2 separate regions of the Rattus norvegicus genome follow, and region 1 is linked to region 2. The links are chromatin contacts, called in public Hi-C maps. All regions are on one chromosome and are shown on one strand. The core of a region is the stretch at or near the end of the contact, and the rest is flanking DNA. Distances in the headings are between cores, read along the strand shown. Region 1 overlaps Cyfip2 (cytoplasmic FMR1 interacting protein 2). Region 2 overlaps Sox30 (SRY-box transcription factor 30).

Evidence for each region. Hi-C and Micro-C count contacts between places; a contact is called where the count stands out from the background.
Region 1: a Hi-C map of the A7r5 cell line shows a contact between it and region 2, with 4 times the contacts expected there. The contact joins two enhancer-like sites. A contact is called at or near these places in 11 of 12 Hi-C or Micro-C datasets (the A7r5 cell line, the Rat2 cell line, Schwann cells and 7 more).

What each region holds. Positions count from the first base shown.
Region 1 is chr10:31,136,551-31,144,033 of GRCr8, reverse strand. All of the region lies in intron 25 of Cyfip2 (cytoplasmic FMR1 interacting protein 2), which reads left to right. LOC134480683 (a long non-coding RNA gene) reads right to left here. Exons shown (of 2, transcript XR_010055338.1): 2 at 1-7,483. Among named protein-coding and RNA genes, the nearest start is that of Fndc9, 26 kb to the left of the region's middle. Within about 2 kb of position 3,268, at least 27 of the 93 cell types and tissues checked have an H3K27ac peak or open chromatin away from gene starts, as enhancers often do. A contact at or near this core is called in the A7r5 cell line, where this site is marked.
Region 2 is chr10:30,946,388-30,953,502 of GRCr8, reverse strand. It overlaps Sox30 (SRY-box transcription factor 30), which reads right to left. Exons shown (of 5, transcript NM_001427190.1): 5 at 5,088-6,124. The coding sequence ends at 5,743. Among named protein-coding and RNA genes, the nearest start is that of Sox30, 30 kb to the right of the region's middle. Within about 2 kb of position 4,867, at least 1 of the 93 cell types and tissues checked has an H3K27ac peak or open chromatin away from gene starts, as enhancers often do. A contact at or near this core is called in the A7r5 cell line, where this site is marked.

The DNA.
Region 1 (7,483 bases), core at 2,019-4,518, 190 kb before region 2:
AGCAAAGGGAACGTTGCTTTGCGGGCCACAGTGTCTTGACTACAGGTCTTTCTCTGTTGATCAGATATAAATCTGAACCAGGATGATAATTCTATTATTCCCTTGACAGCCGAGCGTATGGGGGGAGGGTAAGAGGCGAGAGTCACCTATGCCATTACTCAGAAGAGGTGGAGGGGGAGAAAACAGCCTGCCCTGCACTTTGCAACCTACCCTGGCAAGGAGACACACAAAATGCAGGTTTGCACTGCAGAGAGCTGCTGGGACCCAGAAGCCCGTGCAGCAGGAAGAACACGGTGAGTCCTGGGTGGACTTTTATCCGCCAAGAGAGACCCAGATGAGGAGGCAAACCACTGTTCATACTTTCCATGCAGAGGGTCGTGGTGGGTGTGGGAAGCCTGATTTCTGGCCTGTTCCACAGGAAACACACTAACAACATATGTGCCCATATAAGGGAATGTTTAGAGCTCTTGCTTGCTGGCTAGGCCTGGCCCCGAGCCCCCTTCATACCAGAAAGCCAGAGTCCAGATGGGGGTAGCGGGAGGCGCTTTGCTTCATTTGTAAGTCAGTTCTTCAGGCATCCTCGACAGAGACAGCCACCTAATACATGAATGGAATTTGCCTTTTTATTGCCTTAAGACTCGAAGCCAGATGTTGCTTAAGAAAACACTCTTTTGAGATTGGCCTCATGATTCTCTCTGGGAAGTCAGCTGAAAAATGGTCATTTTTTTTTAACCCAAGAGGAGAGCTTAATAGAGTCAAATGCCGTTTTCCACATAAATCTGACCTCATTACAATCACATGGACTTTTTCAATGTAAGCACGGCGAATCTTGGTAATTCCCTTTAGCCAAGAGAAGCCATGTCCTCGGCCTCAAAGGCTCAGCAAATTGCCAACATCCTGGGTTTTGGCGTTTGATGGAAGTCCTTCCGGCCCCTCGATTTTAAATGAAGTATAATAGGGAAAGAAAACATTAAAGCAGAAAACCGCGCAAAATTAACCTTCGGATGCTTTGAAGACTTTTGATGTGGGTTCCTTACAATAAATCAGTTTGGGATCCTGACACCAAACGCCTGTTCACTTTTACTTAATTCTGCTGACAACAAATAGTTGTACAGGAGGCCTGGGCCCTGTTAGCTCTCTAGGCCTCCCTCACCAGTGTGTTAGCGGGCGTCGCAGGAGCGATGCACAGTGCTGTGACACTGGGTCTGTGCAGGTGGTCACCAAGAGCAATTCTACTCCTCAGTGACACCCTGAGCACCTTCTGGAGAAGTAGAATGATCACGCCCCGGTCCCCAGCTGAGGCGACACCGATGCTTTCTCTTCTGAGACGGGCGTCTTCCTGTATACGCAGGGCGGGCCTCAGACTCCCCTCACGCCTTCCCCACTCTGCATTACTGGCTTTGGCACCCGTCCTGGCTTAAGCATTTCTCTTTGTAGTTTCTCGCTTTAGAAAACTCATCCTGAGGACTGGGGAGGTGGGTCCGAGGGTAAGGTAGAAGTGGGACAACTATGAAGACCTGAGTTCAGATCCCCAGAAGCACACATCAGTAACACCGATCGATGGTCCTTTGACAAGATGGGAGGTGGAGACGGCAGGATCCCCAGAAAGTCACAGGACTGGCCAGCCTGGAGTGCACAGCATTCAGTAAGAACCAGGGTCTAAGGCTAGAAAGTGAGGACCAACATCTAAGGCACCATACCTGCACCCTCATATACATGAACACACACACACTCACACACACTCTTACATACACACGATTATATTCTGACCTCTGCACATGCACCATCATCACATGAACACACACACACACACACACACACACACATGATTGCACTCTGACCTCTACATATGCACTGTCACATACACAAGCACACATGCACACAAAAGAACTTTTTAATTCATCATGGTTCAAAAGCTATAAAAATATTTTATGAACAGATGAGACTTTGATGACACTTCCTGTGCTGGTGAGAAGTCTTTACCCTTAGCTGATCTCGGTGCTTGGTGTTGAAGGTAATTTGCACAGCAGTGGGGCCTGGCTTTCGTCTGTGATTCAGAACAGTGACAAGCACGGTGACAGACTATCCCTGACTTTCCAGGGAAGGTCTAAGGCTAGTCATCCTGCAGCAATGGAGGAGGGGAAAGAAAAACCAACCAGGAATCAAAAAAGTCAGGAAAAGAGGCCGTGGGTGGTTATATCAATTAAAACACAGCAGGAAGACACAGGCGGAAGTGATGAAAACTTGTGTTTCTTCCAGCCACCTCCATTACATGGGAGGTTCTCTTTGGTAGCATGTACCTCTGAGCCACTTCTGTCTCGTTTGTAAAACTCAAGCCTCTGCTAATACTGAACTCTGCCCTAGCTATCTGATTCTTTACCAGGAAGTGTAAGAAAAGTGTAAGAAAAAGTGTAAGTCAAGAGCAAGAAAATCCTAACGGACTGCAGAGTTGTTCAATCCAGATTAGAAAGAGGCCATCTGGGACCTACAGGGAGTTCCAGGTCACAGCTAGATGACTTGCCTTCCATTTTGGGGACTTTTATGGGAAAACAAACAGACAAACAAACAAACCAAATCCTTTCTCATTGTGCTCAATATGGGGAAATACTTACACATAACTCCTCTGACGGCCACGCCTTTTTCATGGCAGAGCTGAGGCAGGAGCATGCTAAAAGGAAGCTTTATGGAGCCAGGTGTAGCAGCACACACCTGTCACCCCAGCACCTGGAGAGCTGCAGCAAAAGAATTCAGAGTTCAAGGGTATCTTTGGTTAGGTATTGAGTTCAAGGCCAGCCTTAACTACCTGAGACACAGGAAAGAATGAGAAGGCGGTGGTGGTTGATTTGGGTGGTGGGTAGGTAGAGTGGTAGGCCACAAAACGACACAGCCAGTTTCTCCAGGGAACATCAAAAGAATCTTTAAACAAGTCCAGTTCAGTTGTATTGCTCTGCCTTAAAACTTCATCGTACTGAAAATTCAAACTCAGCCCTGACCCACAGGCCCTCCACCAGCCCTCCCATCGCCTCCCTCTGCTCCGAGGTCTAGCCACATGGCTACGTCTGCAGGTGAAGATGGCTAGATAAACTGAGGCTCATTCTCTACAGGTCTGCGTCAGCGCAGGGCCAGATCCTACTGTCCTTGAGAGTCACTGGCTTCATGTCACCGTCACCATAACACGCATGCATCTCCTCCAGGAACCTGCTAGCACAGTGACTAAATTCTGTGATTCACTACTGGTTTGAACTGTCCTGACCTCAGTGGCCACAGTAACATGGCTGCAGATTGCTATGCCCTTATATGCACCCCAACTGACGCACGTACAGAATTCCCACTTGGCTTGTGTCCTCCTCTGTTCTTAGAAGGACCGTGTGTCAGGTCTGCCCCACTCACTACTCCTCCAGCACCCTGCAGAGCCTGGAGCATACTCTGTCCTACTGCTGAGTGGGTGAAAGGCTTAAATCCCCTCTGCCCAGACTCCGTCCTAGCGCTCAGTGTGTGGTACTGTATTTTTCATCTCCTGGATGGTATTGAACCTCTGTACAAGACATACAATGGTCCCTAGTCAGTGTTCGCAGGGTCATTGATTAGCCTTGCGTCGGAAGCACGGACTACGGCTGGTGAGTTCATTCTGCAGCTTAGTGTGAGACCTGAATAAATGGAGCAGTTTTCTAGTCTTGGAAAAAAAAATATATATATATGGCAGATACTGGAGGGGCTTGGAAGCTCCTAGAGCAGTGGTTCTCAGACCATGGGCCCTTTGGGGGTCAAAAGACCCCTTCACAGGGGCTGCCTGAAACATATATTTGTATTATGATTCATAACAGTTGCACAGTCACACTTATGAAACAGCAACAAGTGTCACCACCTCCCACTCCTGAGGCCTGTGCCCTTGTGTTATCACAGCAGTGGGTTTTTTTTTTTTTAATAATATTTATATTTTTGTTCTGTGTCTGTGACGTGCCCCGCGTGTGGCCTAAAACAAAACCAAATGCTGTTATCAGCACACCTACGCGAACAGCACTCCTGGCTGTCGGCTGCTCACAGATACCGGAGGCTTTTGATTTTAAAATTCCACGTTAGTTGTTTCCGTTGTCTTTTCCTGTAAATTTAGTTTTCAGAGTTACACGCGGTTGATGAAGAAAATATAGTTATTATATACATACAGGGTAGAAAAAAAACCTGAAAATTTACTAAATGAGGCATTTGTTAAAAATATTTCATAGTTCAGGTTGAAAAGAACTTATTTCCATCAGTCATGGAGAGAAACTTCCAGGCTTGCATAGGAAGACCCAAACTCCCAAACTCGAGAGAGATTCGAATGTGTCTCTTATCCCTCACATGCCTACACACCTAACTTAAAAAAAAAAAAAGTGAAGACAGGGTTTCCTGCAGTCCACATTGGCATGTAGCCAGGGAGGGCCTTCAACTCCTGATCCTCCTGCCTCCACCTCCCACTCACTAGGTTGGAGACAAGCCCGCCATCACCTAAACTACATCCCAGCCCCCAACATTCAGCTTTTATTGTGTGATTAGTGATCACGTGTTATATAACCAACACTGTGCTCCTGTTTTGGTGGGGTAGCAAAAAAGGCAGACCAACCTGTACAGGAAGGTTGTCTGTACTTTAGGGAGGTTGGATTACAGTGAGAGGTACGTATTCAATCACCATGTGCTGTATAAAACACAGACTGAGCTCAAATTTGGAAAGGGGAACAAACATGATTTTTTTTTCTTTTTTTCGGAGCGGGGGACTGAACCCAGGGCCTTGCGCTGAGCTAAATCCCCAACCCCACAAATATGATTCTTAAAGGACACTTAATGCCACAGTGGGTAAGGGGATCAAGGGCCTTCGAGAAGTATCCTTCAGGGGGTGGTGTTGGAATTGAAAGCTAGAAAAAGGGAACTCCCTGAACTGAGGAGAGAGGTGGGTTCAAGAGCATGCTGGAGAAGAGAAAAAGCTTCCGTGGTGGACACAGAGCCAGGGACATGTGTTAAGACCAGTGTTGGGTGGAATTCACAGGCCAGGAAAGGACCTTGTCCAGTGGGGAGCGGCCTGCTAGGCTCCTGATAGATACTTTGAGATACTGATGAGAGGAGAGGGAAGCCAGCCGTCAGCCCAGCCTCCACAATGGAAGCTTGTTCTGCCCTTCACACAGGCCTTTGTCTGCCCACTGGCTGTTTGTATCTGTGGCAATGATCTCAGCTAATGAACAGCAAGCAAGTCTCTCCCACACAAGGTGTGTAGCCACCTCCTCATACAAATGGACACTTAGTTCCTCCTCCCGGACCTTCCTGCTTTCTGTCAGAAGGACGCTCCTCGATCGCCTTCTCAACCTCCATGGCCAAACAGCACTATAAAGTAAAAATCAGGCAGGCAGGCAGGGTACCCACATCCAAGAGTCCCTGAGCCTCTAGTTTGCAAGCTTTGGGCAGAGAGGGCTTCATCTCCTGCAGAGAGTCAAAGTTTCCTGTGTAAAATAAACTTGAGCTACTGTGTTGTTCGTCTAGAGCCATCTCTTCCTTTCTCTGAGCTCTCGGGTTGTTCCTAAGATCGTCTATCCACAGGAACGGAGTAGAAGGTGATGATTCAGGTGTGGACAGCCTTCTAGCAACACCCCTAAGGGCAAGAGAATGTTTCATAAGAAAGAAAGACTGTGAGTGACTGACTGTGGTGACTGGGTCAAGTGTGCTTGCAATAAGCTAAATATCTCCTCTCTACGGAGAACGCAATCTACACTCAGCCCATGCCATTGGGCCCCACATGATGTCATGCAGGGTATACTGTGAGCCCCATTGTGGCTCTACTCCAGCTTGTTGGCCGCCCACGGCCTTCGCACTGGAATGCGCTCACCTGAGTCTATGTGGCTACCTTCCTCCATGTCTGTCCTATGTTCAGCTTTTACTCCTCCCTAGGGAATTTTCTAAGTGACCCAAATTAGTTCTTGCCTCCTTCTTGGTCCCTCTCTTGAGCGATCACTATCTGACATTTTCTTTGTGTTCACAAGTCTTTACAGGGATTTAAATGGCACAAGAGCCCAGATCTAGTCTAACTTGTTCGACATCATGTCCGCCTAGCCTAGAACCGTGCCTGGTATTTTATAAATATCTGTTGGGTGAATGGAGGGATGGGTGGCAGTTTTCTCATGCTCGGATAACTATCACGTGGACAGACGGCTTCATTTATTCACGTGGGGTAGCAAGCATTTACCTACATAGGTGAGTACTGATAAATTATCGTCTGCAAGGCATTTAATCATAAGCGATTGCTGGGAGTGAGATGAAAAACAGAAATGCTTCCTCATGGCCCTTAAGGAAGGATAGTGTTATAGTAAGAGTCAAGGAAAGAGTCAAGAGACGTAGAACAACAGATGGGAGTCAAACGATAAACAGAGAGGAAAATCACCATCCGAGGGACAGTCAGGAGTGCCACCTGCAGGGATGCCGAAAGAGGGACTCGGAAGGGATTCGATCTCCAATTTCCTGAAGATATTTCAGGATTCCTCTCTCGTTGCCGCTCTTCCAGATGCCCCGGATGGGAGGGCTCCATCCAGATGGTGTTAGAGTCAGCCCAAGAGCCCCTCTAGTCCTGAGTTTCCTCTGCTTCTTATAACTCCTAAGAGTTAAGTTTGACTACATCCTGGATCTCATCTCGTGTGGTGCCCACAAAAGAAAGGAGGGGGAGACACACAGTAGAGGGGGCCTTCAGCTGCCCCCCGACCCTCATGCGCCTTGTCCTGAAATCAGCAATCAGAGGCTGGTCCTTAACTAAGTCTGTTAGTCAAGTCTTCCCTTTAACCCTAATCAACTGTACCCTCCCATCCCTGTGGTACAGGCTTCCTTTTGTGTGTAACCTGTGTTCAGCAAAACCTACGTTCTAGGTTCTCTTCTCTTGCTGGTTATCTATTATGATGAAAACTGATCCAGCGACACAGACATTTGCTCAGAGCCATTCTGGATAACCAGGATTCACCAAAATACACACACACACACATACACACACATGTGCATGTACATATGTGCCCCCCACACACACACACACCAGTGATCCTCAGACATCACTCCTCTAGAGCAGTCCACCTTATTTCTGAGATAAGGTAGCTCACTGGGTGTACGAGGCTAGCTGGCCAACATGTCCAGGAATCTAACTTTGCCTTGCCAGTGCCGGGATTATATGCACAGATTACCACGCTTGACTTTTTACATACGTGCTGGGGCTCAGGTCCAGCACCTTGCCAACTGAGACAGCTTCCCCTACCCCACCCTCCACTGTGTCTCAGCTATCTTCTTTATTCCTGTAGACCTCATGACCAGCCAACCAGAGTGAGGTAGCCCTCAGCGTTGTCCAGGCCCTCTAACCTTCATTCATCTTAATCCTTCAGCAAAATCCTTGTATGGTGATGGGTAAAAATGGTTTGGGCTCTCATGAGCTAGGCGTAAGAGGCTATGGACTTTCTCTGTCCTCACTACAGCCTGTCCTCATTGT
Region 2 (7,115 bases), core at 3,618-6,117:
CAGTACACACGTCTTTCTGGTCTGTAGAATAGAGCACTGGTCTTGGTTGATCCCAAAAGAGCTTCGACTCTAGAGGGAGATGTACACACCTGCCTTGTGTACAACACAAAGCAGGAACTGGGCTCAGGCTGTGAGGGCTTTTGCATGCATTCTGGAGGACAAAAGCCTGTATTGGGAAGAGTCTGGTCCAGCTTCACGTGACAGAGAAACCCAAATCATTGCAGATTAGTGTGGCTGGATGTTTCTTTTGCTTTCATACAGTGTTAACAATCCACCCAGTTCAGATGTGGTGCTCACACTTTCAGAATGAGGCCTATGCAGTCCAAGATGGTTGCCGAGATGCCAGCCATCACTACCTGATTCCGGTAGGAAGGTCACAGTGGCAAAGAGAAGTATGGAACCTCCCTTTAAACATATTTTGGGACTATCCCTTGGTATCTCAGGAGTCCAGAACTCCACTACTTGACCACACCCTACTTCGAGAACGGAAACAACATTTTTTTTTCCAGCATGGTCACATACGATTGAATTGTAGGGTTCTGTTACCAAAAGGGGAAAGGACTGCAGTCACTGGTGACAGCTGGGATGTGTAAACTGAGACCTGAGGACTGAGCTGGGATTAGGCAGAGCTGGGACAAAGCATGGTCCAGGACGGACTAGGCTGGTTTCCCATGAGATCTGCTCACCACCCTTCATGTTGTAGTCCAAACTGTACCTGAGGCAACTGTATCTGCCCCAGCTACTCAGCTCTCCTGTCAGCCATTCCAACCTCACATCCCAGCACAGAGAAAATCCTCCTTTTCATTTGTCAGAATAAGAGATTGCCTGGAGATTTCATCATAGAGTTGGTAGAGCGCAGCCTTTTTCCTATCTTCTGAAGAGGACCTTTGATGTGGTTAGATGGTTTGTAAAAACAAACTTGAAGACGTTCAAATGGTCCAGTGCCAATGGAAGGTGTAAGAACTGCTATAAGCTTATCAAAAATGTAATCCAGCCAGGTGGTGGCGTGGCATACACCTTTAACCGGAGCACTCGGGAGGCAGAGTCAGGTGGATCTTTAAGTCCAAGGCCAGCCTGGTCTATAGAGTGAGTTTCAGGACAGACAGGGCCACAAGGAGAAACCCTGTCCCAAAAAACAAAAACAAAAGACGAAAATAAAAACACAGCAGATTAGCACTACAAAGATTCTGCGCTCAGATGGAGACTAATTCTGTGCACCTAAGGAACAGTAGTCCTTTTGACAGAGACCTGGGGTGACTTTGTGCTCTCAGAGGCTCCTAGAGAGAGGGTCAGGGTTTGCAGCTGCTTGAGTCACAAGAGGTGAGGGTAGAGATTCTGACCAGGTGTCCACTACCACATGGGACCTGGGGCTAGAACTCAAGAGTTTTAGGCTTCAAGGCAAGCCATCAGACCACAGAGCTGTCTCATAACACAACAATAAAGTTTTATTCAGATGTAAAGACTAATGAAAGTATGTCATCGGAAGGAAGGTAGATGGATGGGGAGATACTGTACGAAGCAAAATAAGCCAGATTCAGAGACAAATGTCACATTTCCTGTCATGTGTAGAACCTAGATTTTATCATGCGCACTCGAGCGCGCGCACGCACACACACACACACACACAGGTTGATGGGGAGCAAGCATGAAATTAAAAGGGGACTTTCAGGGAAGAGACAGGAGATTAATGGAGAAACTGAGGAAAGTGGAGTGTGAATATGGTCAAAGCAGGCAGAAATGTCCTTAAGAGGGGTTGGGGATGTAGCTCAGTGGTAGAGCGCTTGCCTAGGAAGCGCAAGGCCCTGGGTTCGGTCCCCAGCTCTGAAAAAAAGAACCAAAAAAAAAAAAAAAAAAAAGAAAAGAAAAGAAATGTCCTTAAGAAATCTTTCACTTGGTACAGTGAACTTCCCCTAATACATTTTTCTTAAACATGTCAAATGTTTTCCCTCAGGCAGAACTCTCCTGACAGCTGATTGACAGTTAAAACCACATCTGCCTGCATAAATTCTTGGATACACTGTCATTGTTCATTAAAAACCCTGTTTAATAGCTGGCAGTGAATTACAATAATTACAAGTTTTAATTCTTTAATATTTGAAGACTGTTAGATAGAATTTTTAAAAAATTTGGTCAGAAGCTGCTTTTGTTTAGCCAAGCACTTAAGGTAAGTATTGCTGGAATCCATGTGTGAAATTCACCACCAGTAGTCACTTACCAGCATTTTCCAAAGTATTTACTGGGTGATGTCAGTAGACATTGTTAAAACAAAAGAGGCATCTCAAGCAGTAAGTGTGGAACCCTAAGGTGACATTATGAGGACTATCTTTCAAGTGGTTCATGACACCAGCTTCCAAAGTTGTCTGATCAAATTTAGCCAGAACATCTGAAGTGCTGGGGTCTAATTAGCGCACCCTGAGGAAATCCCTCTCTCCTTTCTAACTTGGCTTCTCAGGAAGGCACCATTCCTATCTCCTTGCAGTACAAAGGGTTTTTAATTTTCAAATACTGCACTTAAGTCTAGAGTCCTAAACACTTTGAGTGACGTCTGAAGCATAACAAATCCAACAAAATCCACCTTAACAAGAACAAACAAGACAGTGAGGCGGTCAGTCAGGAACCGCTTGTGTGGCTCTGAACACTGGGATTTCCCTCACTAGTGATAAACTGATACCCTTGGGGGTAGGTGTGTCTGTTTAATCTGCTGACCTCTCTAGTCATTCTTTGGTTTGAAACTTGTAAGGGAACAGGTGTGAGTACTTTGTGGGCTTGCATGATTATCTGAGGTTGGTCTTGCCTAAGTAATACACAGGTTTCTAATCCAATTTACACTGTGGTTCTTTCTATAAACAACCTGAACTCCTGACCTCTGATGCCAGCATGGAGAAGAGGTTATCAAGAGATTGCTTAATCCTACCTACTGCCTAGCTACTGTAGATGAGGCAGTGGTTAAAGGCATTTTCTGCTCTTCCAGAGGACCCAAGCTCGGTTCCTAGCCCCTATGTTGGATGGCTCACAACCTCTTATGACTCCAGCTCCATAAGATCCTATGCCCTCTCATGGTTTCCACTGCCATGGCTCACAATGGCACACACACAAACATATCACCACTGAATAATAATTCTTTTAAAACACAACTGTGGAAGAAATCAGAAGTGAAAGGCTACCCTGGAAACAGGTGATTTGGATAGTTAACTATGAACTTTACCTTTCTGTTGTTTTACACCGTGATTTCCTCAACCAATCTGTCTGCAAGATAAGGTCTATGATGAAAGCCTTTTAAGTGAGATGGGATAAAACAGGTCAAGCTGGGGGCTGGGGATTTAGCTCAGTGGTAGAGCGCTTACCTAGGAAGCGCAAGGCCCTGGGTTCGGTCCCCAGCTCCGGAAAAAAAAGAACCAAAAAAACAAAACAAAAAAAAAACAAAACAAAACAAAAAAAAAACAGGTCAAGCTGTTGTATACATTTCTCTGAGACATTAACTGTTTAATAGGTAGTTATATAATAATGTTCCTTTAGTTCACACATAAAATGACATATTTTTATCATCCAAGGAATTCTGGATTTGTTCTTTACATCAAAATTACCTGTGGTAAGCAATTAAAGAATATCAAAGCTGGAGAGATGGTTCAGTGGGGGAAGCTGCTTGCTCTGCAAACTTGAGGACCTGAGTTCATATTCTCAGTACGTATGTAAAAGCTAGGTGCAGGGGTGCACATCTGTAAACCAGAACTAGGTAAGATGGAGACAGTGGGCTCTGGGCTCAGTGAGACATGATTGAAAAAGATAACCATGCCATCCTCTGGCCTCCAGGCCTGCATTCATGGGTGCACACACACACAAGAGTATCAAACCTGAAAAAAATTATAGACGTGAAAACATTCTATCCACAACTTAAGGGTGCTGAAACACATCACCGACAGTAATTTTTAGTTTAGTAGCAAGGCTGCAGGATTCCAGCATTGAATGATACACCCTGAACCCCACTCTGTTCCATTATGGGATGATTATGGTTCCCAGTCGATCTGAAGTTCTAAAGCAAGTTTTCCTGGACATACTCTTGAGTCTTAAAAAATGTTCAGAGGTTTACCTCAGGAAACAAACATTTTCCCCAACAGCTTTGCAGTAATACTTTGCCATTAACTATGAGACAGCGACAACACGGGCTTCTTTCAAAAAATCTCACCTCTAACATCCAGCCACTGGAAGTTCACATTTATAAAGTTGAAGTAAGAAGACTTCTGTTTATACAATTTACACAGGTGCCTGAGTGAAGTGTCCTGATTTGTGGCAATTTCCCACCAATTCACTTTCTTCCTTGTAGATATCTTTTAAAATGATCTTAGCTCCGGCCATCTTACTCTACTCCGAAGGGGTCTACTTCATTTGCAGATGGATGCTTGCCAAGTTGTGACAAAACAAATGGCATTTTCGTTGGTTTTCACTGTGAGTTAAGTGTACAAGTGTCTAGAATTTTAAGTAAATTCCATGGTTTCCGATGAACCCAATAACCCCTTTGAGGATTATTTAAATCATATGCAGACTTGCATAACAACATTAGAATATACATACACATCTTTTATGGTACAATTTCAAATCTCTTGCAAACTGTGATGGCTTACACTGGTTGTTTACCTGACAGGATCTAGAATCACATGGAAGACATATTTCTGGCATGTCTGAGGAATTTTGTGTATCAGGTTAACTGAGAAGGGATGGCACACTCTAAATGTGGATAGCATCATCCATGGGCTGGGGTTTTCAACTTACAAAGAGGAAGCAAGCTTAACACCACTATTCATCTGCTGCTTCCTGAGCACAGCTGGAATGTGGCCAGCCACCTCATGGTCCTAACGTCATGCATTCCCCCATGATGCACTGCACCGTCAAACCATGAGGCAAAATAAATCCTTCCTTGAGTTGCTTTTCTTAGGTATTTTGTTGCAGCAATGACACACGTAATTGATACACGAATCACCAGGGCTCTGCACCACTCTGCTGGTGGCTGATAAGTATCTGCAAGTGGCATGGAAGCTACCACCCCAGCCAGCGCTCATCTCCCTCCTCTCAACAGAAAACATTTAACGAGAGCATTTTCATCTGTTTATTTAGTTACAACAACAATATAACAATGCATACCAAATGGGAAAGAGTTAAAATGATGACAAAATGTTCAGTAACAGAAATGACTATATCTGAAAGAACTGCCCAGGTGTCATTAAAATACATTTTAACTTATAATTGGTTATTAGTGTAAATTAAATTTAGCAACTGAGTTCTAGTCCATGTCTACAAGTTATCAAAAATATTTTCAAAATGTTACATAAAAACTGACAACATCCATAAATATATAAACACCAAAAATTTTTCAGAAAAATAAAATAATGTACCCTGAGATAAAATGCTAATCACACTTGCTGTGCAGATAGATACTCACATATGTCCTCCACGCCGCGGGGGCTTTCAGTATTTCGAATTTTCCAAGATAAAGGAATGCTATCACATGTTGGTGCAAATTTCAGCCACGATAGTAACTACTTTAGATTTTAAGATCCCTACGCTGAGGCATCCGGGAGTCCAGGGTCACTAAGGAGAACTTAGGAAGACATGAATGGCACTTGGTTCTGACTCCTCAGATCATGGCTGAAAACGCTCAGCAAAGCATTCTAGGCTTTTTTTTCTCACACCAACTGACCCAGATTATATTTTAAGAAATGTTTATTTTCTGCGCAAATTTGTTTTAAACTATAAATTCCTGAGCACTTTTTCTTCTTCCTCCTCATCGCTGTCAGTGACATTGACTTGCTGGACACCAGAGGGAGCTGATGCTGGGGCTGTGAAGACATTCTCCAAGGCTCCAATGTCCAGCGGAGGCATGGGATTCAAATACTCTTCCCCACTGTGGCCATGACTGTTGTAGTAAGGAGGCCCATCCATGCTCTCACAGCTCCGAGAATCTTCACTGTGTGTGTGCTCGTCTGGATAGTCTCTGAAAGGATAGTCTCTATTTAAAGCTGAAAATATAGCCTCATGTTTTTGGTACCTGTCTTCATAATAACCAAGACATTCTGGCATTGAACTGGGAAAATTTCCATAGCCAAAAGGAGGCCGACTATAAGGGCACGTGCTGTGACAGAAAAACAAACACAAACAGAAATTACATCAGATCTTGCCCACAGTGCGGGCTCACAGATTATGAGTTAACTGCATTCTCTTTAGGGCTTAGAAAGCATTTCTTTGACATCTTCCCACTGCCTATCGATCCCCACCCAAAACAGCAAAGGCAGTTTGGATGGCCACCGCCCACCCCCAACAGGATCACTGCTTCCTGGTTTCCAGCGCCTTACCTTTGATGACCAGGACCAAGACAGTCCCACCCTGGCCTCTGTACCATCTCACAGCATACGGAGTGTTGGAAATGGAAATACAATTATGTGACAATGAAAAGGGCAGGCTAACGTGTAAACTGTAAATGGCTGAAAGGGAAGGGCCGCTCAATACAAAGGTCTGGAACAGAAACCTCCAGCTTGATTTTACAAGGGACACAGTAACAAACCACACAGAATATTCTCAGTACTAGCAGGTATTAGAACTGATGCCACACTAGGCTTTCAAAGGGATTTTGCAAACAAACAAAAAGCACCATGGAGCAAGACTTTGAGAAAAAACTTCTGTAGTTTTACAACTGACTTTTGAAAGGCAAAGCTATTAATCTTGTTGCTCAAATCCAGTTGCCAATTCTCTTTAGGGATTAATCTCTTCTGAGGTGAACAGGAATTACACAGAATTTGGGCTCATGAGCGCCATCTAGTGACAGCTAACACAATGATCACATTCATTTGTAAAACTCATGGAATGCCAGTCACTCACTACCCTGGTACTAAAATCAAGAAAACTATAGACCCATATTTTGGATAAACATGGGACTTAATTTTTATAAACATCATAAAAATTTCTCAATAAAATACTCGTGACCTATATTTATTGGTACATGGAAAAGATCAAACTCCGTGATAAAATGTAATGTAAGGATTCAACATATACAAACCAGTAAGTATAACACAACATCACAATTCAGGACTGTGGTATATTTTCATCTCCGTACACAAAGAGTGTGA